Regions from separate parts of the Sus scrofa genome. Here all the other regions are linked to region 1. A link is a contact called in public HiChIP or PLAC-seq and promoter capture Hi-C data. All regions are on one chromosome and are shown on one strand. The core of a region is the stretch at or near the end of the contact, and the rest is flanking DNA. Distances in the headings are between cores, read along the strand shown.

Region 1 (7,695 bases), core at 2,698-5,197:
TGATTTTCACCAGTTGTCCTTACATTTGTTTCAGTTATTTCCCTATTGATAAATTGTCTTCAGGAGTTCCCATTGTGGAGCAGCGGAAACAAATCTGACTAGGAACCATGAGGTTGCAGGTTCAATCCCTGGCCTCTCTCAGTGGGTTAACGATCCAGTGTTGCCGTGAGCTGTGGTGTAGGTCACAGATGCAGCTCGGATCTGGTGTTGCTGTGGCTGTGGTGTAGGCCAGCAGTTGTAGCTCTGATTAGACCCCTAGCCTGGGAACCTCCTCCATATGAGGTTGTGGCCCTAAAAATGACAAAAAGACAATAAATAAATAAACAAATAAATAAATAAATATTGGCTTCAAAAACCATGTACAACTTTGTGTTGCCTACACAGAGAGCCCCATTAAAAGGAACTGGATTATTTGGATTGTAGTAGGATTGCCACTTTGTTATCAGCAGACTTCTTAGGGAACTTAGAATACTGTTAATGTCAGGGTCCAAAGAATGTTGTTTATTCTAACAACAGGAGACTTAAGTGTGGTCCTGAGAATTATTGGAGTTAATGGGTCTGAAAGCTCTAAACTGTTATGTCTTTCTTCTGTCATCAGTTGGGAGGAGTGTGGGGGCTGCCTTCTGTCAAGAGTGGTTACCTAACAGGGTCTGTGTGTATGTAGAAGGAAGCATATGTAGAAGAGGTATGTACATTGTAGAACTTTGTATTCTAGGATGTTAACTAGCTAACCAGGGGTTAAGCCCTGTGATAACAAGCCTTTGACATAGTAACATGGATTGCTTAGAGTGTGTCCTGGAGGAATGTAATAATCTCAGAGGTAGGTTGCTTAGGTTTCGAATCTGCCAAGCCCATTCCCCTAACCTCTAGTTGACTAGCTTCAAGGATACCTGGCCTATTTGGAGTCAGATTTTCTTTTAATTGTTTGTGGGTTTTTTTTTGTTTTTTGTTTTCGTATCTTGGCTTTCCAGAGTAGCTGAGGTCTAAACTTTTTTTTCCTTTCTTGCAGCTGTGATTGAGATGGTACAAGAGGCTGGCAGAGTGATTGTCCGAGATGGGATGCCTGAGCTCTTGAAGCTGCCCCTCCGTTGTCATGAGTGCCAGCAGCTGCTGCCTTCCATCCCTCAGCTGAAAGAGCATCTCAGGAAGCACTGGCCAAAGTGACTCTGCAGCAGGTGTGGCTGGTTGTTTACAGCAAATTCCTGGCACCTCTTTGGAATTAAATGTGAATTTTTATTTCTTGAATTAAAACATACATTTTTTTTTTTTTTAAACAAAACTTGTTCTATTCCTGAGTGGCCACAATGTGAGGTGACTCAAATTAGTTCAGGAATTAGGAATTTGGGTTTGTCATGGCTATGGTCTCTGTTAAGGATGGCTGGGACAGGCATGACCCAGCATCTCCAGAAGCCCTGTCAAAGTTTAATAGGAGTAAAGCTATGTTCAAACTGACCTGATGCAGGATATGAAAGCAGAAGACTGCTTATGTATTTCTGTTTCTAGTGATACCCTTCACCAGAGCAGCCAGAATGGTCTCTTGTTTATCCCAAAGGCACTAATTGGGATTGTAATCTGATCTTAACCTGGTCTGTAATATTCTTTCTCTTTCCCCCTTTCATTCCTTTCTATTCCCAACTACCCAAATGCTCCCTTCTTGGGAAGCCTGTCTCATCAGTTATCAGTAGTTTAATCTAGGTGATGTGGGGGGAGGGAATTTTCTTCTTTTTTTTAATGGCCGAACTGTGCATATGGAAGTTCCTGGGCCAGGGATTAAACCCAAGCCACAGCAGTGACCTATGCTGTAGCTGCAGCAACACTGGATCCTTTAACCTACTGTGCTGGGCCAGGGATGGAACCTGAGCCACTGCAGTCAGATTATTAACCCACTGCACCACAGCTGGAACTCTTGAGTTTCCTTCTAATATCAGGAGTTCCTGGCTGAAAATGAAATACTCAGCCATGTATTCATCACTGTTCAAATGTCAGGTCTTCTTAGTGGCCTGCTTGAATCTGTTGTCTAAAAATAAAGTTCATTTGTTTGGGGCATCTCTCTTGGGTAATTGAAAACTTTCAGGAGTTCAGCTGATAGTCACAGTGTTAGTTCTGATGTTGAAAAGGTAATTACTGAATGAGAAAATTGCACAGAACCCCATCTCTCCACTTTTCCCTGAGAACAAACATGGATGGAATGGTTGGATTAAGTTGGTTTTTGGATAACATCAGAACTAAAGGTGAAGGGAAATCTAAAACGTTTTTGATCAATTGTTGATCTGTTTGGGGATGTGACTTTTTTTGTTCTAAAGTTTGTTTAAAAAAAAAAAAGCCAACAACCTCTCTGGAGAGGGAAAACCTCAATCCACACAGACCACATTTGATCTCATTGTCTTTCACAAGTAAGATGCCACAGTGGTTTTTGATGAGTGTGGAAATAGTCATAATTACTAGTAATTAATGAGTATAGCAGCTAACACTTGTCCAACTCTTGTGTTTCTAGCATTAGCGCTTTATTCAGATGATCTCATTTATTTCTCACTGTATGTAACTCTGGGGGGAGTAGGCACTATTGTTATGCCGTTTTCTTTAAAGAAAGATCTAAGATCTAAAAATGAAGATCTAAGAATCCTTTTTTATCTTAGCCCTATCGTAGCCAGTTTTTTGTTGGTTTTTTTTTTTTTTTTTTTTGTCCTTTTAGGGCCACACCCGCATCATATGGAGGTTCCCAGGCTAAGGGTCTAATTGGAACTGTAGCCACAGCAACTCGGGATCCGAGCCTCACCTGCGATCTGCAGCACAGCTCATGGCAGTGCCAGATCCTTAACCCAGTGAGCGAGGCCAGGGATCAAACCCACAACCTCATGGTTCCTAGTCTGCTGCGCCACGACGGGAACTCGATAGCCAGTTTTATTAAAATTAAAGGCAGCTGTTTTATTAAAATTAAGTGGTTGAATGTAGATGGACACTTTAGACTTTTAGCCAAGAAGGCATATTTTTAAATGAGTTCTTCTGTTGCTATAAGAGAAGGTAGGTAAAATATTACAGAGCTGAACTGGAACCTGAAATTAAGCAAGTGAATGCCTCGTATGAGAGCATGAAGAATAGGCTTTGAATAGATCTCAAGTCAGCTGGAAGAAAGGGCTCTCAAATTCCATTAACCTCTCTAAAATGGAGTAATATAATATTTATATCTTAATATGTTATTAGTTTTTTTTAAAGCAAGCTAACTACCACCAAGGAATGAGCTTTGGGTTTTAGAGTTTCCTCATGATGAGGGTTCTGATGCTTTTGACTCAGGGACGGGTTGGTAGGTGAGCATCATGTAAGCAGTTGTCAGATGACTCACAAATCAGTGGTATCCTCAGATGCCTGAGAATTTCCCTGTTGGCAGCTGCTCTCTACCCAGACTTCAGGGTAGGAAAAGGCCTGGGTGTAGGGCAGTGGAAACAGGAGTTCTAGGATTCTCGGTCACTCACTACTCAATTCCTTTTGCCTGTTGTATTTTGCAAATTTATCTTGAGACCGTTTATTTCAACTTCGTCATTTTTAAATGGCAGCTAGGACTTGTAGATTTAAGGGATTCATTTAGCAATTTAAACCAGATCTTGGCCTGTATTGAAGTTGGATTCTTGACTCTTACCAGGTGTTCTCAAGGCACTGACATCTTATTTAAGAATAAGGAATGGGATCAGATCAAGATCTCCCCTTCTTGTCTTACCTCATAATATTTTCTTTATCTAAAGATAGAATAGGAATAAAAGGACTAAGGCTTATATTTGAAGCTCAGCTCTGTTACATGTTAGCTGTGTGACATTGGGGTAGTCATTTAATCTCTGTGGCCTTAATTTCATCATCTGTGAAACTGAGCTAAAATGTGTGATCCCAGGTTGACTGTGAGGATTAAACAAGTATGAACATGCAAGGGCCAGGTACCTGGGTAGTCCAGCACTCATCAGTCCTCTTCTTCTCTGCTAAACTCTAACCCCATCTGACCTCTGAGACCTCATTGAATACTCTCTTGAGCAAGTTCTTTTTCCCTTCCAGTCTTCGTTTCTCATTTTAAAACCAGAGCCTTGGACTAGATAATCCTTGAAATCCCTTTCAGTAAGATTCAAGTCTTCAGACTCCAGCTGTTTAGCTCCTATTGCTCAGTCCCCAAGGTCTCCTTTTTTTTCTAAAATCAGAATTGACCAAAGAGCTTTCTAAAACACAAGAGATTCTTTACACCCATGCTTTAACCTATAAAGTAAGTTTTTGAAGAAGTCTTCATCTGCCCCACTTTATGCTGATTCTGGGCCCATGGTGGGGAGCCAAGGGCATAGCTGAATGTAGGTGTTTAAATGACGCTATAGCATTCCCTTTTTTCCATCTCTTAGTTCTGCCTTCCTATGTTGACTCTCCAGGGGACAACAAAAATAGCCACAGGCCTCAGCGGCGGGAGGGGGCGGGGCATTCCTTTCCCCTGACATTCCTGCCAAAGTATAGAAAGGGCTCTGACTCTTCTCCTTAGGTCACAGACTCATCTCTGGACTAATCACTGTTGAGGATGACATATTATGGTCACCTTGGACCATCTTGAGGGGTGAGGAGTGGAAGGCCACAGGACTGAGGCCCCTGCTAGAATTACCCAGAACAGGGAGGAGCAATTTGCACAGCAGTTGATCTTTACTGCTCATACAGACCGCACACATATCCCAACACACTGGTAGTTCCATTGGCCCCACATGGTTGTCATGAGATATAAGACTGAAAAGCAGGCAAGCAGACCTAGGCTTCTGGCAGCTACATATTGAAAGGTTTTTTTGTTTGTTTTCTGTCTTTTGTCTTTTTAGGGCCACACCTGCAGCATATGGAGGTTCCCACGCTAGGGGTCAAAATGGAGCTATAGCCGCCGGCCCATGCCAGCCACAGCAACACAGGGTCCAAGCCATGTCTGCAACCTACACCACAGCTCACAACAACACCGGATCCTTAACCACTGAGCAAGGCCAGTGATTGAACCCGTGTCCTCGTGTATACTAGTCGGGTTTGTTAACCACTGAGCCACAACAGGAACTCCTACAAATTGAAGGTTGACACAACCCACCGCCCCCAGGCCCAACCTGTACTGTTTGCTTTTTATGGAGGAAAAACTATCAGAGAGCTTCCTTGCCTGCCCACTTGCATTTCTCACAAGCCTCCTATCCTAATAAATCTATTTATTGCCTATCAAAAAAAATCCCTATCATATTAAAATTGAATAATTAGTTACTAGCCAAGGATCTTGTGCAGAGCTGTAGGATATACTCTTAGAATGATGGCTAGAGTTGCCAGAGTCCTGGGGTACTTCCATGTCCTGGCTTACCTGCAGACCACCAGCCTCTGCTGCTCTTTCATTGATTCCACTCAGGGATAGGAGGCCAGGGCCAGGGCAGAGAAACTGGCTTTGGAAGTTACCTGAAAAGGCAGTTGAGCAGCTGACTTCTTATCTACTACTGATAGAATTTTCACTATCATACATATCTTTTGGGTTACAAATACCTAGGGAATTGCTTGAAAAACATTACTTTTGCTTTTAAGAACTCATAAAGGGGAAAATGTCCATGAAAGAGCAAGGGGAAGGAATAGGTCAAATACTAAACTATAATCCCTCCAGCTTGTCAGGCATTAGGAAAGAGACCCAAGATTTTGGACAGAATCCCCAGTAGGTATGTGAATAACAGCCCCCCTCCCGAAGAAATCTGTTGATATAGATTGAGGAAAAAAAGGCACCCCTGGCATGTGGAAGCTTTTAACCCATAACTCACCCCTAGGGCTGAGGCTCATGTAGGCTACAAATGAGCAGCCTTACGGGCTGGGGACCCTATTTCTCACCAGACCATGAGGTTCTTTAGGACAGATGCTATTTCTTGGGTTCTCTATCATACTCAATAAAATTCAGTGTACCTGGAACAGAAATAGGATCCCAGTAAAATTTTGTTGAATGAATAAAACCTTGTGTCATACTTTGTAGAAGCAACGCTGAGTAGTTATGCCATGAGCCACAGGGGAAGTCCATTGTGTCATACTTTGAAAGTATGTAAGAGAACTCTTTCTGTTGTAGCTGGATTTAACTGTTAAGTGTGTGGCCTGGCAAGGCTGCATCTGGCTTTTGGAAACATTCTAATAAATATCCTTTTGCTATTTACTATGAGCATAGAATTTCTTATGGGTAAGAATTAGTGGGCCATAAACATGTTAATATTTTCCCACATAACATTCCAGATTATCAAACCCTATTGGGGTTTTCCATACCTTTTTCTCTGAAGGGTCTATTTTTTGGGGAATTGCTGTTTTTGGCCACCAGATGGCAGCCTTTGAACAGTAAATTCCTAATTCATGCTTTATACCAAAGCTTTTTTGGAAAAGAAGTTTTATGTAACTCCTTTATGTTTCAGAATCAGTGTTTTAAAATAAAATGTAAAGGGTTTAAAAAGTACATCTTATATGTATTTAAGCAATTCCTAATTAAGATGTAAGTTTGACAGGAAACCAGGGTGTAGATAAAGGTACAAACCTTAGATGATTGGTTGCTTGGAGGTTAAATAGACTCTAAAATTGGCTAGAGCCAGGGTCGAGGTCTGATTCTGGCGTTTAATCAGATGAGGGTCTTGGATGTGTCAAGTTCATGGTAGGATTGAAAGTATGCTAGCTCATTTCATTTCTTCCCATTTCTTTTTTTTTCTTTTTCTTTTTTTTTTTCGTCTTTTCTAGGGCTGCACCTGTGGCATATGGAGGTTCCCAGGCTAGGGGTCTAATCAGAGCTGTAGCTGCTGGCCTATGCCAGAGCCACAATGCAGGATCTGAGCCGAGTCTGCAAGCTACCCCACAGCTCACTGCAACGCCGGATCCTTAACCCACTGAGCAAGGCCAGGGATCAAACCCGCAACCTCATGGTTCCTAGTCAGATTCGTTACCACTGAGCGACGCCCCATTTCTTAAGTTGCGTGTTTCTATCACAAGTTTCCAGACGTGGAAACAGGACTGGAAACAGTCACTTCTTGCAGGCACCTCTGTCCTTCTGCTCTTCCAATACCTCTGTCTTCTATGCAGGCAGAATAAGTGCCTTACCTCAAATAGTACTTGAATAGTAGAGCTGGAAAGCTACAAACTAGGACTCCTGACATTTTGAAAGAGTCGTAGATTCAGAGAATTTGATGAACGCTATGGACTCTCCTTATATATACCTTTTCATACCAGTCATCTATGGATTTCCTAAGGCAGAGGTCTGGGGGGTGTGTGTGTACATCCCTTAGACCCCAATTATTTTGAACCATCTGGTGAGGCATTTTTCCAAACCACATATAGAAATTCTTTCTTCTCCCAACGGGAGAACATCTGAAGCCCCTGTGTCTTAGGGGCAGATCTATGTTTAAACTCTTGCCTCAAGAAGGTGTTAAAATTCTTTAATAGCTTCTGATGTCCCATTGAGTCGTTTGCAACACAGAAATGATTATTTTAACATTACTGACAAACTTAACTTTTTTTTTTTTTTCTTTTTAGGTCTGTACCCATGACATATGGAGGTTCCCAGGTTAGGTGTATAATCAAATCTACAGCTGCTAGCTTACGTCACAGCCACAGCAACACCAGATCTGAGTTGCCTCTGTGACCTACACCACAGTTCATGGCAGATCCTTAACCCACTAAGCAAGGCCAAGGATTGAACCAGCAACTTCATGG
Region 2 (7,695 bases), core at 1,314-3,813, 500 kb after region 1:
GTTTTTCGTCATATCAAGTGTGACGCTTGCTTAGTACTTACTAGAAAGTATTAATAAGCAAAGCGAAGAACATCTAAAAACACACTGAACCCACAACCAAGAGAAAAATCACTCAGCGTTTGGCGCAGCTTTCGCCTCTGTCCACGCATGTGCAGATCTGTATGTACATGCACAAACTTTCTCTCCTCATAGCAACAGGAACACAGGGAAAGAGTCTTGGATAACATGTTTTTCAGTTTCACTGTGTTGTATGACATTTCATGGAGCAGCATTTTATAACATCAGTTTAAGGGCTGCATCATAATCCATTAAAGAATACTCCTTTCTGGTACTTCTAACCTTGGGCAGGGGTTTATGGCAGACAATACTGTTCAATAAACTGTTTTGCTCTGGGAGGGCTCTTTCTCTCCATATTATTTTGAGTTAATATGTACTAGTATCATATACGTCCGTTCAGAAATGTGATGGGACAATTCAAGTCATTTGTTTTATCAGGAGAGAGGAAGTGATGAGAACATTCTTACCAGAGAAATGATCCTTTAAAAAGTATAGGTTGTTGGGATTTTAGGTTTTTGTTTTCTCTGTTTTCAGGTGGTAAAAGCAATACACGAATGCTGCAAGCTAGGCAGACATGTGATATTACAAAGAGTAACAGGTTCCTTCCATGGACTCTGGATACCACTGCCTGGAACTGGCTACTGTTAATAGTTTGGTATGCCTGTCTTCCACATATTTATAAGGCTACATATATGTGTGAACAAGAAGCCAAGGAAATGATCCAGTGAGGGATCACACCTACCACACACCAGCAGGCAGGACAGACACTGGATTCTGGCAGGGGCTAGGAAAGGGCCACTCACAGGGACATAGCTCTGAAAGTGCAAAGTGAAGGAGCCCCAAGATTGGGGGGATCATATTCCAATAAACTCCAGGCCACACAGCCACTCACAGAAATGAACATGGAGGAAAGGAAGGCAAAAACATGCCTCCCTGTTCTTTTGGAAATGAACTTCTCAACTTGCACAAACTCCTCCACACTTGGCCCCGGCTCCCCATCGGCAGGTCTCTGAAGGCACAGGTCCTGTGTGCCACATGACTGCCACAATCTGGACACGCACGGCTCAGCTCTGCAGGCAGCCAGAGGCATCTGAGAGCCCTGCCGGTTTCCAGAGTGAGGTCAGGCTTGGCTGAACCTACCAGAGGTTAACACTGTCCACACAGGGGGTGGTGTGTGTTCCCATTCAGAGAAAGATCACAAATAAGCGGGTCTAAAGCCCGGTGAAGTGACTAAAGCCTCTGAAGCATTTCCTTAGACCAGTGGTTCTCAAAGTGTGGTACTGGGGACCCAAGAGAGCCACGTGGTCAAAACCATTTCATTATAATACCAAGATGCTATTTGCTATCCTCGCTCTCACATTTTCAGGAGTCTACAGTGCAGTTTTCCAGAGGCTACATCACATGTAATAGTGCAACAGTCTGAATGCAGAAGCAGATGTAGGAATCTAGCTGCTGTCTATTACACCTGACATTAAAGAGATTTGCAAAAATACAATACAATGCCACTCTTCCCATTAAGATTCCGTTTTGAAAAGAATGGTTATTTTCATGAAAATATATCAACATATAATACATCCATTATTATTTTTAACTGAATTTCTAAATAAACATTTCTGTTTTAGTTATGTATGGTACATATACATATAACCCACATAAACCAAAGTCCTAAGTAAAGGGGTTTTTGACTCCTTCCCCCAAAGTTTGAGAACGGCTATCCTAGAGGCTGTCCAGACTCCCTACCCCCACCCGGGAACACCCTCACCCTACCTCCTCACACCACCCCCTGAGGAGGGTTCTAAGTGTGGCAGGGAGGGAGGATGGGCCATTCTAAAGTGCTGGCTGAATTAGGAAAGGCTGCCTGTGCTCCTTCCTGGATCTCTGAATCCAATAGGACGGGCTCTGTGCCCACCCCTTCCACGAGGGTCTCTTCCCCCTCCATTTTCATTTCAGCAGTTAGTGTGGACTCCCCATCTGTGCCCTCCTCAGTGCGGATTTCCCTATCTGGCCACCCGCAGCTCCGTGAGAGGCGCACACCCTCTTTGGGGTTAGGACTTCCCAGATCAGCCCGAACTGTCTCAACGTGGATTCTTCCGGCGGCCCGAACAGTCCAGGCAAATAAGGCTGAGGGGAGCCATTTCCCTGTCCTCCGCGCGGCACAATCTGGGGACAGGGCGAGGGGTCAGTCCCCAGGAACTAGTCCCCGATTCTCCCCTCGGCCTTCCCCGGATCCTCGCCCCGGGCCACCTTGTGCGCTGCAGCCGGGCGCCGGGAAGGTGCCCGGGTGCCGCGGGCTCGCACCCACCCCGCCTGGGCCGGAGCGGGCAGCGCTCTGGCCTGGGGACGTCAGTCGGGCCGCGTAGTACTCACCGGTACTGCACGGCAGGGTCTGACGGGCGGCCCGGCACCAGGCTGCGGGGCGCTCCAGTGCGCTGCTTGGTTCCAGCCGCTGCCTCCGAGCGCCTCCCTCTGTCGCCCTCGGGCCACCGGCCGAGGGGCGGAGCCGGGGCGGGGCGATGGTGGGGTGGCCGGTGCCCGACTAGGACCCGAGGCCCGAGGGGCGGGGTGGGGCGGGGCCTGTAGGCTGCGGGAGACCTCGCCCCCGCACGCCGGAGGGAGGGTGGCTAGAGGTCGCTGGCCGGAAGCTGTCTCCGGCCAGGATCCTCCTCCGCGGGCCCAGGGCCTGGGACACGCTCTCTATGGGGAGTGGAGTGTGACTGCCCGGCTCGCTAGAAAGTAAGCCCAAGGCGCGGGGAAGAAATGCTGCATTTTAAAATGATTTGGCCGTCTCGGTGGAGGCTTCATTATCTGGCGCCCTGGTACCTGCGGTCACCTCCCCTCTCTTTCCTTTTGCCCCCACCCCCACCCCTGTCTTTAATGACTTGCAAAGCACGCTGAATGACTTGCGGGGACTTCAAAGTTTCCATGATTACGAATGCAGAGTTTAAACGTTAATTTTTTTATTTTATTTATTTATTTTTTAATGTGTAACAACACTTCCTAATGCAGGCTGTTCACTTCTCAGAAGTCAGAGACATGGCCGAGTTGACACTGAGTGGGTTTTTTTGTCTGCACCGGCTTTGATATGTTGCTTGGAGTTGCGCCTGCTCAGGCAAAGGTGGATGATTAGGTCTTTCTAGATGAAAGGTGAGATATTCTTGCCCAGTTTATATAGAGAGTGATTATAGTTTTCTGTCTTGAGTTTCTGAATAAAAGGATGAATAAATAATAACTAATACTGATTCCGGCTGCTACCAGTTACCATGTACTTACTCTGCCAGGGCCCTGTGATGCATATGTTATTCAGTTCATTTCTTCCAATTGCCCCATAAAGGGAGAAATATGACCTTGTTTTGCAGACATGAAATGTTCCTTAGCTGGGATTCAGTCCCCAGGGATTTCTGACTCTTAAGCCCCATTTCATCATGCTGCACGGTAGGCTATAGCTGTCCCCTACTTAAATTTTATATTTAAATATAAAAGGTTATCTTTAATTTTGAAAGAGGACATATCCCTTTTATTTCCAGTATGGGAGAAGACTTTTTTCTCACCCACTTTCTAAAGTCCTTTCATTCACTTTCATTGAACAAACTCCAACCTGAGGAGTTCCCATTGTAGCTTACTGGGTCATGAACCCAAACAGTGTCCATGAGGACTTGCGTTCAATCCCTGGCCTCGTTCAGTGGACTAAGGATCTGGCGTTGCTGCCTTGAGCTGTGGTATAGGTTGCATATACCACTTGGATCTAGGTGTAGGCAGCTGTAGCTCCTATTCGACCCCCAGCCTGGGAATGAGTGTGGCCCTAAAAAGGAAAAAAAAGAAAAAGCTACATTCATAACAAGGAAAGGCAGTTCTTGGGCTCATCTTAGCCTCCCACAAATATCCAACTGCCACCCCTTTCCATGCCAGTCATAGTCTTAATTTTTATGCCCTCTTTCTTACTGAGTGCCTTAATTCCTGAGCTGCCTTCGCAGGAAACCAGGATCCCCTGGCCATCTGCTTTACAATTAAGCACCAATCCCCTCAACATAGCTACTAATACAAACCAAATGTGATTAAATGTCCCATTGAATCCTTACAAGAGCCCTTGGAGACTTGTGACATTGTTGCCACTTTGCAGATGAGGAAACTGAGATTCAGAATGATTATATGACCTGCTTCAGGTCATATAACTTGTAAGTGGTGTTGCCGGGGTTTGAGCAAAGGCTGATCTAATTCCAGAGCTTGTGCTTTACATTCTATGCAACCAAATAAAATTTTATTTATATGAACATTGGCTATTGTGAGGTTATATGTTATTCATTCTTTGCAGAAAAGAAGAGGATCTTAAATGTCTTAGGAGGGAACACTGATCTGTTACCATATGGTCTAGAATTTGTAATTATTTTCAGGGCTGCGTCTCCCTGATAGCACAGAGGTCCCTGCTGCAGTCCTGTAATTTAGGTGCTCACAGGTAAAGATGCTCCCTATCCTGGGGGTGGAGATGTTGGAATTGGGAGCAGTAATGTCACTCTTCTGAAGTTGCTGCTATTGATTTATTTCATTTTTTTTCCCCAGAAAATGATATGGTGATGAGTTATTCACAGCTGAACATATACCTGATATTTATGTTGTACATGCTAGTATTGTAAATGCTCATAAAGTCCAGAAGGGATACTTCCATTCAGACTGAAGTATGTAGAGAGGTAACCTCAGTCCTCTTCCTGGTGGTCTAGAAAAAGAAGGCAAAATCTAAGAGATGGCAATCACAGCTTTAAGGACAGGCATGATGGCCACTCAGAGAGGCAGTTTCCCAGTACAACACTGCCACCTGTCAGATGCAGGCAGTAAATACACCTCTTAAAAAGGGGGCAGCTAGTGACCTGTCACCAAGGGCTTCTTAAAGATGAATGCCTGGGGTTTGAGATTGGAATATGTACACTGTGATATATGGAATGACTACTGTATAGCACAGGAAACTACGAAGTATTCTGTGTTGATATATATGGGAAAGGAATCTAAAAAAGAATGGATGCGTGGCATATGTATAACCGAATCACTTTGTTGTAGAGCAGAAATGATCACAACATTATAAGTCAGTTTTACTTCAGGAGTTCCTGTTGTGGCTCAGCAGAAACAAATCTGACTAGTATCTATCAGGATGCAAGTTTAATCCCTGGCCTCGCTCAGTGGGTTAAAGATCCTCCATTGCCTTAAGCTACCGTTTAGGTTGCAGATGCAGCTCAGATCCTGTGTTGCTGTGGTGTAGGCCAGCAGCTGCAGCTCCAGTTCGACCCCTAGCCTGGGAACCTCTATATGCCATGGATGCGCCTCCCCCAAAGATAAATCAACTATATTTCAATAAAACTTTAAAAAATGGGAGGGGGGGAAGCTGAATCCCTGGGGATTTTCCCTGTGGTGCAGTGGGTGTAGGATCTGGTATTGTCACTGTAGTACCTTGGGTCACTGTGGTGGCTCAGTCTTGATTCCTTGCCTGGAAACTTTCATATGCCACTGGTACAGCAAAAAAAAAAAAAAGCCAAATGGCTGATCCATACATAGAGGGCTAACAACTCTGTAGTCTGATGTCCCCATTTTGGGGTCGGTCAACTAAGACTTGACAACCTATAAGGGAAAGGCCCATTATACTCACTTGTCAAATGGAAATTGTATAGACACAGTTCGCCTAGCCCCATAAGCATCTCCATTTAGCTGAAAAAGTAGCAGCTATCACTTTGGAGAAACTTTATACCCCATTATACCACCTGAAATAAGTTCATTGGTTCACTGGGGCCTTTGATTCACAAGTTTCCACTCTATTTTATTTTTTTTTTCATTTTTTTGCCACCCTGTAGCATATGGAGATCCCAGGCCAGGGATCAGATCTGAGCTGTAGTCACAGCCTAAGTCACAGCTGTGGCAATGCTGAATCCTTAACCCAGTACCAGGCCAGGGATCGAACCTGTGTCCCAGTGCTTCCAAGATGTTGCTGATCCTGTTGCACCACAGCACAAACTCCAGGGGTCCACTTTAAAGCTTAGGCCTGGTTCACTGATGGTTTGGCTGGGTTGGATCCTGTTAGTGTCCACTGGGGCTGTTTTGGCTATTCAGCTGCTGCTCAGTATATGCCACCTGGAAAACTAGTATGATTGTCCACTCCATGGGCAGAACTCAAGACCATTGCCATAACTTTGGCCAATAGTCCTTGTGATGAAACATATTTTTAATTGATTCTTGGGATAGTTCAAATGATTTAGCTGCCTGGGATACTATCTGGTCTGCCACTTGGAATATTATAGGCTCATAGATTAAACAACCCTGATACCTCTGGTGGGAACATTTCAGACCCAAACCTATAACGGTGGGGGCAATTAGTAGTCTCTTTGTCCCCTAGATCCAACATTAGCACTTGAGGCAAATAGCACCTGCAGCTGACATTCGGTGGACACGACTAATCCTGATTTATTCTGCTGTACCTGATGCCATCAATAGCAGCTCTCAACATGGACCCCCTTTAAACAGGTACAAGCATACAGACTGGCACAACCTTGTTTCATTTGGTTACAAATTCACATGCTTTGCTGATGCTTGAGAAGGCATGGGTTATGCCGTGTATGGCAAAGGAGGCTACAACCAGCAACCACTCAGTGACACTGCCTGTGTGATTGAGCCAAATCATTGGAAGGCTGATCCAAGTTGAGTTTAATGAAAAACCTGATAGGAATTACTTGTGCCTGTTTAGGTTGTATGTTTGCCTATGGCTGAAAATGGGCCAGAGAATATCTTTCCATTGGGGATGGACGTTTGTTTTGTTTGACTCATCTATACCTTCTGCAATTATTGGCAGTGCCACCAAAGATTAGCAGGTCAGTGTAACTTCTGTTCATGAGTTACAGTGGATAATGGACTGGCCTTCCACTAGACTACATCCTGTCTGAAGTAAAGTCCTCTCATCTCCCTGGGGACAGTTGTCTGAGTCCAGGACCCTGGAAGATATATGTGAGGTCAATACTGCAGGTTAACTTCATCTTGTTTGGGGTCTTGTTGATAGCAGCCTAATTAAATGCTGTATGAGATCCATTTGAACTGATTTAAGTCTAGCTTCCGTAGGTTAAATTAGAGTGGTCAACAGTGTGGCATACTTTTGTGAATTTTGCCGGAAGTCAAGGCATATAAGGACCACAAGTGGATTGATGGGTATGGCAATCTTCCATTGTCCTGAGCATACTGGAACATTTTTGCAGGGTATGCGTAGAATGCTGACTGCTCTTTACCCATGCCATTCCTTAGAGTGGTGTTTACAAAGAGCAGCTTTGAGCATTGAAATTATGTAAAGTCAGGCATTTGCTTCAAAATTACCAGGTGGGGGGGGGGAAGGACCTGAGTGAGGGGATAGATGAGACAATATTGTCTAAGAATTGTGATTGTGATCATAATTTTGGGTCATGGGTACATGTAGGTTCAAAGTGCACCTTGTTATCTCTATAAAAGCAGTGACTTCCCAAGCTCAGTGTTCCTCCCCTGTGGCACCAACCCTCTGTACATATAACATCCTTCTGGGCCCCTCCACATCACTCCCATGGGACCTGGGACAAGGACTTGATGCCTGTGTGCCTTGAGTAATAAAGTCTTTCTATGACTGATGAGTCTTACATCTCCTGC
Region 3 (7,695 bases), core at 3,593-6,092, 440 kb after region 1:
GGGCTGAGTTCCTGTCGCCTCTGAACCTCTTTGTGTCCACAAACACAGAAGCTCTTTGAACCCTCTCCTTTGGGTTTTCTGGAAGCCTTGTTACGTAAGCGCGATTGCTTAAATCATTGGCCACTGGCATTTGATTCAACCTTCAGCCCCTTTCTGCTCCCCAGAGGTCAGGGGATAGGACTGAATGTTCTCATCAAGCAGGTTGGTTCTCCTGGTAACCAGCCCCCATCCTTAGGTGGAGCCCAGAAGTCACTCATTAACATAATAAGAGATACCTTTGTTGCTTTCATCACTTAGGAAATTCCAAGAGTTTTAGGAGCTCTGTGCTAGAAAGGAGGACCAAAGACAAATACGTATTTCTTATTATAAATCTTAGTCTAACAAGTATGTCTTTTTATATGTGATTGCCCTTTTTGGATGCTGCTATTTAAGCACTCCAGTAGGATACATACAACATCTACTGGGCAGCGATTTGAGAAAATTTCTTTCAAGTAGCTAAATATTTCGGTTAGGATGAAGGTGAGTAGTCTTCCTTTCTAGACAGCCAACAGAAAAATGCAGACTAAAGCCAAAATAAAAACAGAATTTCTTTGCTTGACTTTAACATGGGAGTCAAGCTGTTGCAGGCAGAGTATGGCACAGAGTATGCATTTGGCATTTAGCTAATATTTATTTATGTAGCCTTTTTAGGGCTGCGCCAGCGGCATATGGAGGTTCCCAGGCTAGGGGTCGAATCGGAGCTGTAGCTGCCAGCCTACACCATAGCCACAAATCTGTGGTCCCCACCAGGGCTGACTTTGTGATATTTTCATCTGAAATGGAAAGCCATCTTTCAGTCAAATGCCTGAGGGTGCCACAAGGCCAGTAGACTGAATCCCACCCTTCAGACTGACATCATTATTTGAATTTTAAAACAAGAGTTCCCCGTCGTGGCTCAGCAGTAGATGAACCCGACTAGCATCCACGAGGATGCAGGTTCGAACCCTGGCCTTGCTCAGTGGGTTAAGGATCTGGCATTGCCGTGAGCTGTGGTGTAGGTTGCAGACTTGGCTCGGATCCCATGTTGTGGCTGTGGCGTAGGCTGGAGGCTACAGCTCTGATTCGACCCCTAGCCTGGGAATTCCATATATTGCAGATGCAGTCCTAAAAAGACAAAAAACAAAAAACAAACAAAAAAATCAAGTAGCCAATGGGTCAGTTTTCCTCAAGTGTGCTGTGAAATGCTCTGAGAAAAGCAGTTCTGTGGGCAGATGGGCTTTTATATTGTCCAATGCCCCCTCTCCTCTCAAATGAGCAGTTTCCAGCACACACTTCTATCGTGTGTCCTTGTGTCAGTTCTGTGGTGATAAGGCCCATCTAACCCTTTGTTTCCTAGTCCACTGACCCTGCTGCCCTTTTATTCATGGAACATTGTTAACGTCCTGCAGTAGCACAGTAGCCGATAGCCAGCCCTGATGCTGACTAGACAGCTAGAACCAAATGGTTGTATTTCAAGATCATAGCAGTCACTCTGTTTTATTGTATTATGTATTAAATCTCCAGATTTCACTCCATAAATCTGTATTTAATTTGTAGACCTCAGTTTGGAAGGTGCAAATTGTTAAAACTGTTAAAAATATCAGCTATAATTATATAATCTTTGTTCCCAATCATTAGGCTGTCCAGGTGAAAAAAACAACTTGGGTGTTAAATTCTGTCTGCGGTCATGACATTGAACAACTTCCCAGTGGAACTTTGGTTACTCTTTTTTAGAAGCAGCTCTACATTGCTCCTGCATAACCCTGTGCGTACGCCACACTGTCCTAATTCAACCCCGAAGGGGGAACTGTGCCAAAAATCAGGTTCTTGATTTAGGTGACTAGAAAACTCCCCAATGTTTTTTAGCCTGGGAGACAATGTTTTTACTCGGAGACAGATCTCTAGGATCACAAATTATTAACTCTCAGCCCAGAGCTGCAAGTGGCCATATCCCTTGGCACACAGAATGGTCCCAAATGAGGCCATCACAGATGGGAGGTGAGAGGGGAAAATGATAGGGAAGGAACTTGAGTCACTAGATCCAATCAAGCCTGTGGCCATGGCCACGCCTGTTCTTCAAGTTCGATGAGCCAGGTTTTTTGTCTGGTTGTTTTTTGCTTTAGGCAGTTTGAGTTACGCTTCTAACACTATAACTAAGAGAGTCGTGACTGGTACATCCTTCCCATAGATAATTCTCCACTCACGTGAAGGCTGTCCATAGCTAAAGACACCTGTGCTTAATTGCTGCATTAAAAAAGTTTGTGAGTTTAAAACAGTTCGTAAATTAACTCACTTTGCACACTGAGGAAAGCTTGATTCCCTAGGAGGGAATCAGACAGGAATGGATTTAGAAAACTGCAAAAACAAAGGCAATGGGAACCCCATGGAGAGGAAGGAGGGGCTAGGACCAGCAAGAGCAGGCATGTGTCTGATCTGGAGAGTAAGCAGACCAGCGCCTTCTTGAGAAACCAGGTGAAACGGGTTTATATGTTCAGCCTTGGTGGGGTAACGTTGGGACAATGGTTGAGATACTTTATTAATGAACAGGATGGAGGATGTGTTTAGAGGGAGAAGTCCAGAAGTAAAGGGACCCCATCCAGAATTCACAGCCAGCTGTAAGGATTCCTTTCCCCATAACGACTGACTGTGGAGTGCCAGACTCTCCCCCTCTCAGTACTGGAGGGTGGAGGTCTGTTTTCTCAGCCCTTCTTTGCGTTTTCATGCTGGGGCTGATCTTAATTCGAGGGTCCCAGGCTTTTATTGTGCAACAGGGTTCTGTTTGTGATTTTTATTCGTGAACAGAAGCTAGATCCCAAGACCTGAGAGGGAGGGGTGCTCCATAACCTGTCCCGTTTGCCATCTGGGAAGAGCTGGAGAGATTTGATCCTAGGTGTTCTGTTGACCAGCCCACACACCCTGAGTTTAAAGTTGAGATTTCAGAGTTCCCGTGGTGGCTCAGTGGTTAACGAACTCCACTAGTATCCATGAGGACTCGGGGTTGATCCCTGGCCTCACTCAGTGGGTTAAGGATTCGGCGTTGCTGTGAGCTGTGGTGTAGGTTGCAGACGTGGCTTGGATCCCGTGTTGCTGTGGCTGTGGTGCAGGCTAGCAGCTGCAGTTCCAATTGGACCCCTAGCCTGGGAACCTCCATATACTGTGGGTGTGACCCCAAAAAGACAAAAGGCAAAAAAAAAAATGATAATAATAAAGTTGAGATTGCAAGCTCATTACAGAGAGATTAATTTGTGAGCTATAAGGTGCCCTGTTATGGACCAAATATGTCCCACCCAGAATTCATATGTTGAAGTCCTATTCCCCCACCATGACTCAGTGGAGATGGGACCTCTAGGGAAGTAATTAAGGTTAAAGGAGGTCACAAGAGGGGGGCCCTTGTAAGAAGACACCATAGAGCTCGTTCTTTCTCTCCATGTGTGCGTGCACTGGGAAGGCTGTGTGAGGACACAGTGAGAAGGTGGCTGGCTGCAAGCCAGGAAGAGCTCTCAGGAGAAAATGAATTTGCTAGAAACTTGACCTGGACTTCTAGCCTCTAGAACTGTGGGAAAATCATTTTTTGATGTTTGAGCCACCCAGTCTATGATATTCCATTATGTCAGCTGGAGTAGACCAAGACCTGTGCCCTGGAGGGATGATGTGCCTTTCAGTGATGAAAATGAGCAGAGAACCTAGATGAACATAAAATTATGATCTGCTCACCAGACTACATTATTGCCACGGATACCAGACAGCTGCTACTTTCTTCTCTGCTCCCAAACACGGCAGACAACCTCTTGGCTTGACACTGCCATTATACCTGGGTATTACTGATGTGGTAATGAAAACAGAACGCCAAGGTGATCCAGGCTTCAGGATCCTGCAGTCTGAGGTTGCTGTGCTCGAAATGTCCCGAAATGAGAGCCACACACACAACACAGTTCAATACCAACGCCACAGTTTTCCTTGAAAATAGATTTAATCTTATTCAAATTAGAAATGTTCTGCTTCTCTCTCCAAAACCCCCTTCAAACAATGTTCTCGTCTTGATAAATGAAAAAATTTATAGGAAAACATTTTTGAAGACTGAAAAGGAAAACTTCATATTTCTTCAGTGCCGATCTATCAAAAGGTACATAAATCCAAGTTTCAAATTCTGACCACGTCTGGATCATTCACTCTGGAGGAAAAGGGGGGTTGGGGAGAAACGATCACACCTAGGATTTGAATGCAAGAGTTCCTCACTACCCTGTCAGTTAACTCTGGTGCAGGGTTCAGGGGTGAAGGACTCTCAGGGCAAAGGTTTCACTGAGCAGAGGGTAACAGAGAGGAGCCAAAAAAGGGGCCAGAGAAGTATATGCGTGCAGCTGAACATTAAGAGGCTAAGAGTGAAAAATCAACATTCTGTGGATCAGTAATACTGAAGAGAGCTCAGCTCTCCCTTTCTGGCACTATTCACAACCCCATCATTCTAAGCTTCCAAATTCTAGAAAAAGATAAAAAGATCAATAAAAATAGAGAAAGTAGAAACTGCTGATTTTGTGGGCAGAGAACCGGGCCTGAACCTCAGGGCGCCCAGGGCAGGGAGGAGGGGGCGGGGCGAGGGAGGAGTGGGCGGGATGAGGGCGTGGTTAGGCAAAGGGAGGGGCTGCTGCGGTGCCGCAGGGGGTCCGTGGGCTTCAGGCTCTGCGGCTTTGTGGCAGGAATGCCAGTCTCCGAGGAAACCAGGGCCTACTTGGCCATCTTGCGGATCATGTAGTTGAGGATGCCCCCGTTGTGGAAATAAGTGAGCTCCACGTCGGTGTCAAACCTCATGACAGCCTGGAAGGTCTTCCCAGTATCGAGCTGTGAGGATGATGAAATAGAGAAGAACCGCTAAGGAAGGAAGCGATCCTGCCCGGCTGTCCTCGGGGTTCCCCTCAAAGTGCGGCCCACACCCTGGCAGCGCCCAGCACCCCAGCACCTGGGAATAGGTGCCCGCTGGCCCCAGCCCAGACCCGCTAAGCCGTAAGTTGCATTTTATTTCACAAGATCCCTAGCGGACTTCACCACAGGGTAAAGCACCGCAGAAGAGTAACTGATGGAAATGAGAGACACCAGAGCATTTTACAGCCGCCCAGAGCAGCAGGTTTGGGGTATTTTCTAACCCCTCTGCGGGGGCTGCCACAGTCAGCAGAGGTTTCTAAGGCTGTCTCTGGGGCACTGTCCCAGCTGCTCACCCAGGGACACGGCTTGGCAGCTTGCTCTGCCAGGGCGGCTGGGTCACCCTGGGACTCTGGTGCTGGCACTTTGTCCTCACCTCATCCAGGGCTGTCATTTTCACCTCTGGGCTAATCAAAGCTGAGGCTGGGGAGGGGGCCAGTAAGACTCAGGGATGGAGTGTGTCTGTTCACATTTTTATAATAAAATGGTGCTTTTGAGGTAATGTGAAAATGCCCTGTTCTCTGGGCTTTCATTACTATTCTCTGGACCAGGACTGGAAGGAACAGGAGACAGCAGGGCTGGCTGGGGTTGGGAGGTAATGACGAAACTGATGATAACCCTATGAATAAACAGAAATACATAATAAACCAACAGCAGTATCACTGTGTTGGCAGCTAGGAAAGGTGCTAGAACTCCTAAGTTGAAATCACTTTTACTGCGTGATTTCTTTTTTCTTCCAAATCTCACTGATTTCCCTCTAACAAGATGATGACGAATACAGGGTCCCTTTTACTTGGGCCTAGCCTGGAAAGGTGCTATCTTACCTTGACCTGGACTTTCATTTGTGGTTTGAGGGTTTCTGGAATGCTGATAGTGTATCGTTCCCGCCCTGTGAGTCCCAGGGTGTCTGCATTCTCCCCAGGGAGGTACTCGAGGGGGATCACCCCCATTCCCACCAAGTTACTTCGGTGAATGCGCTCGTAACTCTCAGCCAGGACAGCCTTGATTCCCTGATAAGCCAAGAGAGTAGTTTAGAAACAGTTATTCTTTAGATACCCAGACACTATACAAAAGGCTTCCTAAGTCACAACTTTTCTCACACCTAAATTCTTTCTAAGTACCAATTAATCATTGACATAAAATGTCACCCTCTAGTTATAAATAACACAGGCGAGGGCTTAACCGATTGCTTCCACTGTATGGGCAGCATGTAGGCACTGAAATGAATTCTTTCTTTCCAACCTCTGCCAGCCTTGGAGGAAGACACTATTATTGTCCCCCATTCCCCGAGGAAGCCAGTGGTTTATCTGGTATTTAAACTCATGCAATATAATCACACACTGAGCCACTCTGTGATTGCAAACTTCCATTGTATCTGGACACTACACCTCAAAGCAACATCAGGAAAATTTTCTTTTTTTCCCTTGAATTTTGCTGTTATAGGTGCACCAGCAGACACAGAAGATTTAATCAAAATTAGATTTCAGAACATACTACAGAGAAAGTAAATGATTATCTACTCTGTGCTGCTCTTATACTTCCTGTTGCAAGGATCAAGTTGCATTGAATATACTCTGGACATAAAGCTTCCTATAAAGTACATCTTATTGGTAATAACTGGCAATATACAGCAATGCTCAATAAATCAGGACACTCAATGAACTACAACACCCCATCCTCAAATATTAGTTAATGTAATATTAAGGTACCCCCTAAAAGGTCTCTTATTATCTAGGGTACTTTTAAGACCCCCAGAATCAGGGACACTAGGGCAGCTTGTTAAAAATACTAGGGTACTACCATAGATCTGTCAGAATCTTGCAGGGAGCATGGGTGGGAAGGAGATAGTGACTTCTATAAGTTAATGAGAACCATGGCTATAGAGCAGTGGTTTGCAAACTCTGGATGTTATTAGAATCACCAGGGAAGGCTTTTAAAATCCAGATGTCCAGGCTTTTTTCCTTACCAATTAAGCCAGAATCCCTGAGAATAAGATCCAGGTATAGATATTTTTTAAAATCCCAAGGTGTTTCCAAATTTAAAAACACATTTACAGAGGAAGGGCTGCCCTATTCTTTAGAACAGCAGATGTTTTGTGTGGATTTATGTATATATGTATTGTGTATTTATCTTTGTAAACAGGCTGTTCACCGCCCAAGCTCTGTGTAAAAGGCTGTGCAGTGCTGCAAATGCTGCAGATCACAGCTGCCCATCCCTCTCTGCAGTAGGACAGCCCAGACACCTGGCCGAGGATAGGCAGCTATGGCTCTCTGGGCAGAGAGAACTTGGAGTGGTTCTGTAGAGAGGTCTAAACATGTTTGGTCAGGCCCCTTAAGATGTCAGTTCTCTTGTTCTCTGTATATCCCTGGCTCAACTAGTCCTGTTATACCTCCGACCTACTCACAAGAACCTGCTTGCCTGCTGCCCCTTATGCCAGAACAGCTCCACCTGCTAGTTTATTAAAGGGAAACATCTGCTCTCATGATGGCTGTTACCCTGGGGGGGTGTGAGGGATGTGCCCCCAGCTGCTGGTTTCCTTGGTAACTGATGAGCCAACCTGACATCATTTCCCCTATAAATGGCAGCCCATGTCTCCCTGGGGCAGAGGAGATGGTTGCTGCTGTGTCCTGTCCGCCTGCCATCTACTGCACTTGGTGAGGGCGTCACCCGTGGACTCTGCTTTATGTGTGTCAGTGGCTCCCTCTATGAAACCTCTGATGTCTCTGTGGTTGTTTCCAGGCTCTTCTTTAGTCCTGTGGCTGA
Region 4 (7,695 bases), core at 1,647-4,146, 350 kb after region 1:
TGAACTCAGTTTGATATGTGAATGTATTTGATATTTTCCATTCCACTGAAATCACTATACTTATTGATGCTCACATCATTTCATCCTTGATGAGTGGAAGTCTATTCAGGTTGTCTCCTGAATCCTTTTGACATAAACATAATAGTCTTTAAAAAACTTCCTTGCTTTCTGCTAAGACAGGATGTTCCAAGCTTATTTAGCATTTCCTAACTGGACCCTGAAATTAGTTATTTCTCCAAGGCATGGTTCTCAAAAGTGTGATAGGGGAACCCCTGTAGTCCCTATGATCCTTTCATGGGGTTTATGAGGTCAAAACTATTTTTATAATACTACTGACATGGTGTTTGCCCTTTTTAACTCTCACTCTCTTGCAAATATATATGGAGTTTCCCAAAGGTTACATGATGTGTGATATTATGATTATGCAGAAGCCACTATAAGAATTCTGTCACTTATTAAACCAGACATTAAAGAGATTTACAAAGATGTAAAACAATGGCACTCTTCTAAGTAATTTTTGTTAGTGGATATTTTGTTATTTTTAAATGTTTTAATTTTTTTTTCTTTTTAGCGCTGCACCTTCAGGCTAGATGTTGGATCAGAGCTGCAGCTGACAGCTTATGCCACAACCATAGCAACACCAGATCTGGGCCACATCTTTAGCCTGCACCACAGCTCTCCACAACTCCAGGTCCTTAACCTATTGAGCAAGGCCAGGGATCAAACCTGTATCTTCATGGATACTAGTTGTGTTCTTAACTTTCAGAGCCACAGTGGGATCTCCTAAAATGTTTTAATTTCTAATTCAGTGAACATCAATAGATATAACCCACATAAACAAAAGTTCTTTGGGGCATCAACAACTTTAGGAATTTTAAGAGATTCGGGGGAATTCCCATCATGGTACATCAGAAACGAATCTGACTAGGAACCATGAGGTTTCAGGTTCGATCCTTGGCCTCACTCAGCGGTGCCATGAGCTGTGGTGTAGGTCACAGAAGTGCCTCGGATCTGAGGTTGCCGTGGCTCTGGTGTTGGCCGGCAGCTGCAGCTCCCATTAGACCCCTGGACTGGGAACCTCCATATGCCACAGGTGCAGCCCTAAAAAAACAAAAGACCAAAAAAAAAAAAAAATAGATTTGGGGAGCAAAATGTTTGAGAACTGCCACTCCAAGGAATACTTGGTTCCTTTTAATGGAAAATGGTATTTAAAGATCACAATCTAGGAACTAAAGATGTTCAAGGTTACTGGGTTGGCCATTGTTTTTAGCCATTTCAATGGGGAGCACTAAGACAAAAATTATATATATTTAAAGATGAAATACATCATTAGTTAATACTGACTCTGTCCAAATTTAGGACTACAGAGTTTTAACTTAAACTCATACAATTTATCTTTGTATCTCCTTTCTCTCATAACACAAATCCCGGCCTAAACGTTTATTTTCAGTTGCAGGTTAACAATACCATCACCACCATCACTATCAAGGATATGGTTACTTAAAACAGTTTGACTTCTTTCTTTCTCTTTTCTTTCTTTTTCTTTCTCTTTCTTTCCTTTCTTTCTTTCTTGCAGTTCTTTTTGTCTTTGAAGTATACCTCTCTATGGATGTACAATAATGTGATGATTTAAAGTTACCTGAAGTGGGAGTCCCCATTGTGGCTCAGTTGTAACGAAACTGGTTAGTATCCATCAGGAGGCAGGTTCGTTCCATCCCTGGCCCTGCTCAGTGGGTTAAGGATCTGGCGTTTGCAGTGAGTGGTGGCGTAGGTCGAAGACTCAGCTCAGATTTGGTGTTGCTGTGGCTGTGGTGTAGGTTGGTGGCTGCAGCTCTGATTCAACCCCTAAGACTGAGAACTTCCATATATCTCAGGTACAGTCCTAAAACGCAAAAATAAAGTTACCTGAAGTGGTGTGTGTTTTTGAAATTATGCCGCCAAGCAGTCAGATCCATCTATTTTTACTTTTGATTTTTAGAGGGTGCTTTTTAAAAACCAATTTGGAGACGTTTAGCTTCTATCCTTCTTGTTTCTAGCCTACCCCCTTCCTCTTCCTATAGGTAACATTAAAAAAAAAAGTAATTTTCCTTTCCATTATTTTAAAAACTTGAACAAACATATGTATATATATACATTTAGTATCACTACCACCCTCCCCTTTTTGGATAAAAGGTAGCATACTATACATACTTCTCTCCGTTTAGCTTTTTTCTCTTAACAACTTATGTACTCAGTAGCTCTCTCCAGTTTTATACAAAGCATTTCATTTAGTTATTGTACCACAACTTATTCAGCCAGCCCTTTACTGAGAAATTGAGCGGTAATTTACAGGATTTTATTATAAAGAGTGCTGCAGTTTGTGCACATTCTTTTCATATTTTTACCGCTGTATCTTTAGACTAGAGGTCTAGAAGTGGGATTGCTGGTACGAAGGGTGAACGTGTCTAATTCTGCTGGATAGTAAGCGACTTTCTACTTCTGCAGTACTGATGAAGGAACAGACGAGACAGCTGCTCAAGGACTCTTTACCAGAACATGGATGTAAAGGGTCCCCCACATACTCTAGGTTACGGGAAGAGGACGAATTCCAAGGTGGGAGAGGCAAATGAATTTTGCATGTAGAAGTCACTCATTGAGTCACATATTCACATACTTCCAGCTCCCAATACACCAGTTCTTCCTGGTCAGAGCGTTTAGTACACTGACCTCTGATACTTCCTGTTTTTCATTACTTCCCTCCTCATCCGGTAGCTAACTGTCTGCCAGTAACCGCCTCTCTCTGGAAATCTGGGCGCGTAAAGCGGTGCGGGGGTCTGCAGGAGTTTGCGCATGCCTAGTCACTACGCGCAGATTGGAGCCGCTCGAGGGCAGGACCCCAGTGACGTCGTAACGGCGCGCCGCTCCCAGGTGTCCTCGCAAGGTCGCTTTGCAGAAGGGGAAGCGCGCGTATGTGACAGGACCCTCGTTCAGGGGCGCGCCGTGTCTTGCTTCCTTGGTACCGGCGGCGACATGTCGGGATATACGCCCGACGAGAAACTGCGACTGCAGCAGCTGCGAGAGCTGAGAAGGCGATGGCTGAAGGATCAGGAGCTGAGCCCCCGGGAACCGGTGCTGCCCCCGCGGCGGGTGTGGCCTATGGAGCAATTCTGGAATAAGTTTTTGCAGGATGGAGCCCCCTGGAAGAACGTGGTGAGTGATGGCCCTCTCCCACCCCCGCCCCGTCGCGGTCCCCAGCCTGGCTGCTGTGACGCCTGCTCTCTGTAGCAACATTAGGTAGGGACTGATTCTCCCTTTCCCCGAAAGTACTGGTAGTTTCCCAAGGGGGAATTAGGTTCTGCCGAGACTTGGGTGTAGTGGGAACGCTGTCTGGTTCCTAGAGTCTTGGCCTGGGGGTCAGGAGTCCGGAGCACGTTTGGCTTTGGGATTGTCATACCATTTAACTGTCAGGTGTGATGAGTAGGAGGTGAATCTTTGCCTGGGTTTTACAGGATGGTGCAGCCTTGCATCTCTTTTGACTGTGGGAATCTTCCCTCAGAATGGTAGCCAAGGATTCACTAGAGTTAAAATTCAGTGATTTCGGTATTTGAGGACATTTGTCTGATCTTTGAGGTTGAGATTATAGAAACTAACTGCCATTACACCGAACCTAGAAGACAGTGTGCTTCTAACTGGTAGTACAGCTCCATGTAATCATCTTATAAGAATGGGTCCTATTGGGTTCTTACTTTATGCCTGACATTTTTCAAGGGTTTTACATGTGTTACTTAATTTTATTTTGGACTCCTGTAAGGTAGAAATTGGTCCTAATCTTAATTTTAAGTGTGGAAACTGAGGCCTACAAAAATTCAGTGATGTAGCCATGGTCTCAGGGTGAGGAATTCGAGTTCACATTGAAATCCATGTGTATCTACTTTCTTACTGAGCTACGAAGTCTGGTGCACATTTTTCTGAGCAAGTGGTATTAGATACTTATTTACGGTGGTAAAATTAAACTCTAAGTCAACTCTCCTCTTTTCTCCCTTTGGATTTCTGACATTTTACTAACTGATTTGGCAACCACTGGTTGAAAGTTGACATACCACCCATCAAGCAAGCGATTTAAGGAAGTAAATAATAATTTGTTGAAATCTGACTTACTTCATGTTAACCTTTTCCATAATCATATCTATTATAACACTTAAAATTTAGATTGTCCTTTCCCTGAAAGGATAGGTCCTATTCTTTCAAATTGGCTGCCCTGGAAAAGTTCCAGTTTTAAATGACTTTTGCCTTTCCCTTTTTTTTTTTTTTTTTTTTTTTGGTCTTTTCGGGGCCGCACCTGCAGCATATGGAGTTTCCCAGGCTAGGGGTCAAATCGGAGCTGTATCCGCCAGCCTACGTATGCCACAGCCACAGCAGTGCCAGATCCTAGCCGCGTCAGCGACCTCCACCACAGCTTACGGCAACACAGGATCCTTAACCCACCCAGCAAGGCCAGGGATCGAACCTGCGTCCTCACAGATGCTAGTCAGATTTGTTAACCACTGAGCCAGGACAGGAACTCCTCTTTTTAAAAACAGTATGTCTGAAGGCAGCTCACTGAGCATGGAACACCCCATCCCAGTATGTAAGACATCCTTTTTCCAGCATTAGTGTACTCATAATTATCTGCCTTACATCTTAGATGGTACAAGTGATGTTGATTATGTATTTGAAATTGATAAATTAGGGAAATGAAAACTCTGTATGCTGATTATTCTGGTTAAATCTATTAAAATTATTTTTTCATTATTTATGCCATGTTTTGTCTTAAACTTATAATAGGGATATTTTTAGAAGTCTTTTAAAAAACGTATATCTATAAATACATTACTATATCTCTGCAAAATACTGCTTAAGCCTCCTTTGCTCTGAACTCTGGAGGTGTCACCTAGTAGGCACTGTGTTTAATAAAAATATTCGAATGCATGAAATTAGCTGCAGACTTTAAGGAAATATGTAACATTTAGGGATTTTACAATGAGCATGACGTTGTTATAGCATTGATGCTTTTTTTTTCCTGCCGCAAATGTGAAAAAATAAGGTATCTATTTCTTGTATGCTTTTTCCCCCAGATCTATAAGACATACCGACACAGCATCTTTGCTGTTACTCATGTGCTTATCCCTGTATGGATTATTCATTATTATCTTAAATATCATGTAACTGTAAGTATGCTTTAAGTGTATGTTTTTCAGAATTTGTTTTTAATATTGTGCAAAATTATTTTCTATGCGAGTATGCCTTACTCTGCTCTACTTAATGGAAATAATCTGCCATGTATAACTGATTTTGAAGTTGAATCCTTTTAGGTAAAAGGTTTAAGGAAACTTAAGTAATGTATGGTTTTTCAAAAATTTAATCTTTATATTAGTTGCTTACAACTTGAGTTGTGTTTCCTCATAGAAACAACATTATGTGATCAGAAATGTAGTTGACCTGATAATGTGAGTGTAAACTTGGAGTCCTGAGTTGGAAGGGAGAAAAGAATTTCTGTTCCTTTTTTTTTTGAACACAGATCTAAGATAAAATTCAAAATAGTTAAAAGTTGTCTTTGTCATCTTACTATTCCCTTTCCCTTTGCTCTGTGTTTTTTCACAACTTAACTTTCTTTAGAATCTAGCACATCTAGAGGCTTGAATTTTTTTCCCTGAAAGATCTTGCATGTGGTGATTGAACTGAGATGCCCTGTTGCCATATTTTTTTTTTTTTTTTTGTCTTTTTTGTCTTTTTGTTGTTGTTGTTGTTGTTATTGTTGCTATTTCTTGGGCCGCTCCCGCGGCATATGGAGGTTCCCAGGCTAGGGGTTGAATCGGAGCTGTAGCCACCGGCCTACGCCAGAGCCACAGCAACGCGGGATCCGAGCCGTGTCTGCAACCTACACCACAGCTCACAGCAACGCCGGATCGTTAACCCACTGAGCAAGGGCAGGGATCGAACCCGCAACCTCATGGTTCCTAGTTGGATTTGTTAACCACTGCGCCATGACGGGAACTCCCCTGTTGCCATATTTTAAAGGCTAGGGATACCCTGGTGTAGGGGGTTAGATCCCAGGCAGGGTGAGGAAGGAGTGCATTTTGGGAGTGGCATGGAAGGGAGAGCAGTGGTAGTTGCCCAGGATGGAGTTTTGTATTCTAAACAGAATGAGGGAGGGCTTTGTTGTACGCAGTGAGGAGTGTTAGGTCCTGAGTGGGTGGGGGTGGGGGGCTGGTGAGCCTGTCTGGAGAGGAGCAGCAACAGCAACCTGGTGTAGAATATTGGAACCTGAGCAAAGAAAGGAAAGTATCAGAAGAGTTTGGGGCAATAATGGAGTTGGCAACCCAGAGTAAGTTGTCAGAACCTGAATGAGGTGAGGAGGTTATTTATACTGGAGTGTGGTGGTGGTGACAATAGGAGATAGGTTATATACAGGAAGACTGATCAACTAAACACATATGTTGATGATATTGGGACTCAGATTTCTCAATGTCAGAAAAGAGAGTTATGCATATGGAGTAAAGGGAGAAAGCCTAGTGGTACTGGAATGGAATTGGAAGTGATGATGATTTTTAATGTGTATTGACAGATATAGACGTAAGTATAGCTGTACATGTGGATATTCCCTGGCTCTCTTCACTGATAGGGCCTGTGAGTAGTGCTGCCCCCATGGTAAGCAGCTCATCTAGCAGCCTGGTCTTATTTTCTAAACACAGTTCACTGAAAGGATCCAGAGCTCCTAGGAGAAATGGCTGACTCCAGGGCTGGGGCAGGGAAAGTGCAAGATGTGCTTGTTGTGCCAGCAAGTAAAGAAGTATTCAAAGAATGATGGAGATAAATCCAAAGGACACAGAGTCACCTGGAAAAGCCTCCACTGGGACAATTTGAGCATTAGAATAAGTAACAATAGTAATAGGTGGTAGCCAGCTGAATAAATAAAATCCAAATCTGTGGGTCCATACTCATATAAATAAATCAATAAATGAATAGAAGAGAAAACTTTTTGGTACAATAGATTGTTAACAAGGCATGATAAAAAAGTCAGCATTTGAGAATCATCACAGTAGTATTTTCTTCAGCCTAGGAACATCAAAAGATGCTAAAATTCATCCCCAAATTAATCCTTCAATTTACATATTTGTTACAAAGGGAACAAAAGTAACTTTGTAGTGAAGAAACCTGTAGGCGGACACCACCTTAATCAAGAAATCTAAGTTAGGAGTTCCCTGGTAGTCAGTGTTGTCATTGCTATGGCATGAGTTCCATCCCTGGCCCAGGAACTTCTGCATGCTTTGGGCTCAACAAAAAAAAAAAAAAAAAAAAAATCTGAATTACATTGCCAGTAATGGGACAAACTGAAATTGTGTACTGCTTAATAGGATGCAGTGAGAAGAAAACAGCATCAGTTTCGTGATACTCCTGTAAAAATGCACAAGCTAAATCAAATCATGAGGAAATTTAAGGGAAACCAAAATTGAGGGACTTTTCTGCATAGTAATTGGCTTATTACCTTCAAAAATGTCAGGATTAGGAAGTTAAAGATTCGCTCCAGATTGAAGAAGACTAAAGAGACTTACCAACTAAATGCAAACTTGATTTAAGGGCACATCTGCTTTAACAAAAGAACAAAGATAGTGTTGGCAATCAGAACAATAAAGAGCCTATACAGAGTTCTCCTTGTGGCTCAGTGGATTAAGAACC

What was found. Promoter capture Hi-C pulls out the DNA fragments that hold promoters and counts their contacts. HiChIP or PLAC-seq counts read pairs in DNA pulled down with a chosen protein or histone mark.
Region 2: a contact with region 1 is called in a promoter capture Hi-C map of fetal skeletal muscle, with 8 times the contacts expected there. The contact joins the promoter of ACO1 here to the enhancer-like site in region 1. A contact is called at or near these places in 3 of 5 promoter capture datasets (fetal liver, fetal skeletal muscle and liver), 25 of 47 Hi-C or Micro-C datasets (adipose tissue, alveolar macrophages, blood and 13 more) and 2 of 2 datasets of contacts at active chromatin or transcription factors (alveolar macrophages and skeletal muscle).
Region 3: an H3K27ac HiChIP or PLAC-seq map of skeletal muscle shows a contact between it and region 1. The contact joins two enhancer-like sites. A contact is called at or near these places in 2 of 2 datasets of contacts at active chromatin or transcription factors (alveolar macrophages and skeletal muscle).
Region 4: a contact with region 1 is called in a promoter capture Hi-C map of fetal skeletal muscle, with 5 times the contacts expected there. The contact joins the promoter of NDUFB6 here to the enhancer-like site in region 1. A contact is called at or near these places in 3 of 5 promoter capture datasets (fetal liver, fetal skeletal muscle and liver), 25 of 47 Hi-C or Micro-C datasets (adipocytes, adipose tissue, alveolar macrophages and 16 more) and 2 of 2 datasets of contacts at active chromatin or transcription factors (alveolar macrophages and skeletal muscle).

The regions. Positions count from the first base shown.
Region 1 is chr10:33,493,539-33,501,233 of Sscrofa11.1, forward strand. APTX (aprataxin) reads left to right here. Exons shown (of 9, transcript NM_213734.1): 9 at 1,010-2,046. The coding sequence ends at 1,164. Among named protein-coding and RNA genes, the nearest start is that of APTX, 27 kb to the left of the region's middle. Within about 2 kb of position 3,948, at least 9 of the 83 cell types and tissues checked have an H3K27ac peak or open chromatin away from gene starts, as enhancers often do. A contact at or near this core is called in fetal skeletal muscle and skeletal muscle, where this site is marked.
Region 2 is chr10:33,999,332-34,007,026 of Sscrofa11.1, forward strand. It overlaps ACO1 (cytoplasmic aconitate hydratase), which reads right to left and starts at 2,564. Exons shown (of 21, transcript XM_003357729.3): 1 at 2,425-2,564. It overlaps LOC110255598, which reads left to right and starts at 1,875. Exons shown (of 3, transcript XM_021064275.1): 1 at 1,875-2,235; 2 at 2,316-2,790. The coding sequence starts at 1,875.
Region 3 is chr10:33,933,864-33,941,558 of Sscrofa11.1, forward strand. It overlaps ACO1 (cytoplasmic aconitate hydratase), which reads right to left. Exons shown (of 21, transcript XM_003357729.3): 20 at 5,757-5,942; 21 at 3,970-4,854. The coding sequence ends at 4,741. It also overlaps a transcript of DDX58 not described here. Among named protein-coding and RNA genes, the nearest start is that of DDX58, 46 kb to the left of the region's middle. Within about 2 kb of position 4,843, at least 11 of the 83 cell types and tissues checked have an H3K27ac peak or open chromatin away from gene starts, as enhancers often do. A contact at or near this core is called in skeletal muscle, where this site is marked.
Region 4 is chr10:33,846,447-33,854,141 of Sscrofa11.1, forward strand. NDUFB6 (NADH:ubiquinone oxidoreductase subunit B6) reads left to right here and starts at 2,897. Exons shown (of 4, transcript NM_001044554.2): 1 at 2,897-3,189; 2 at 5,094-5,186. The coding sequence starts at 3,010.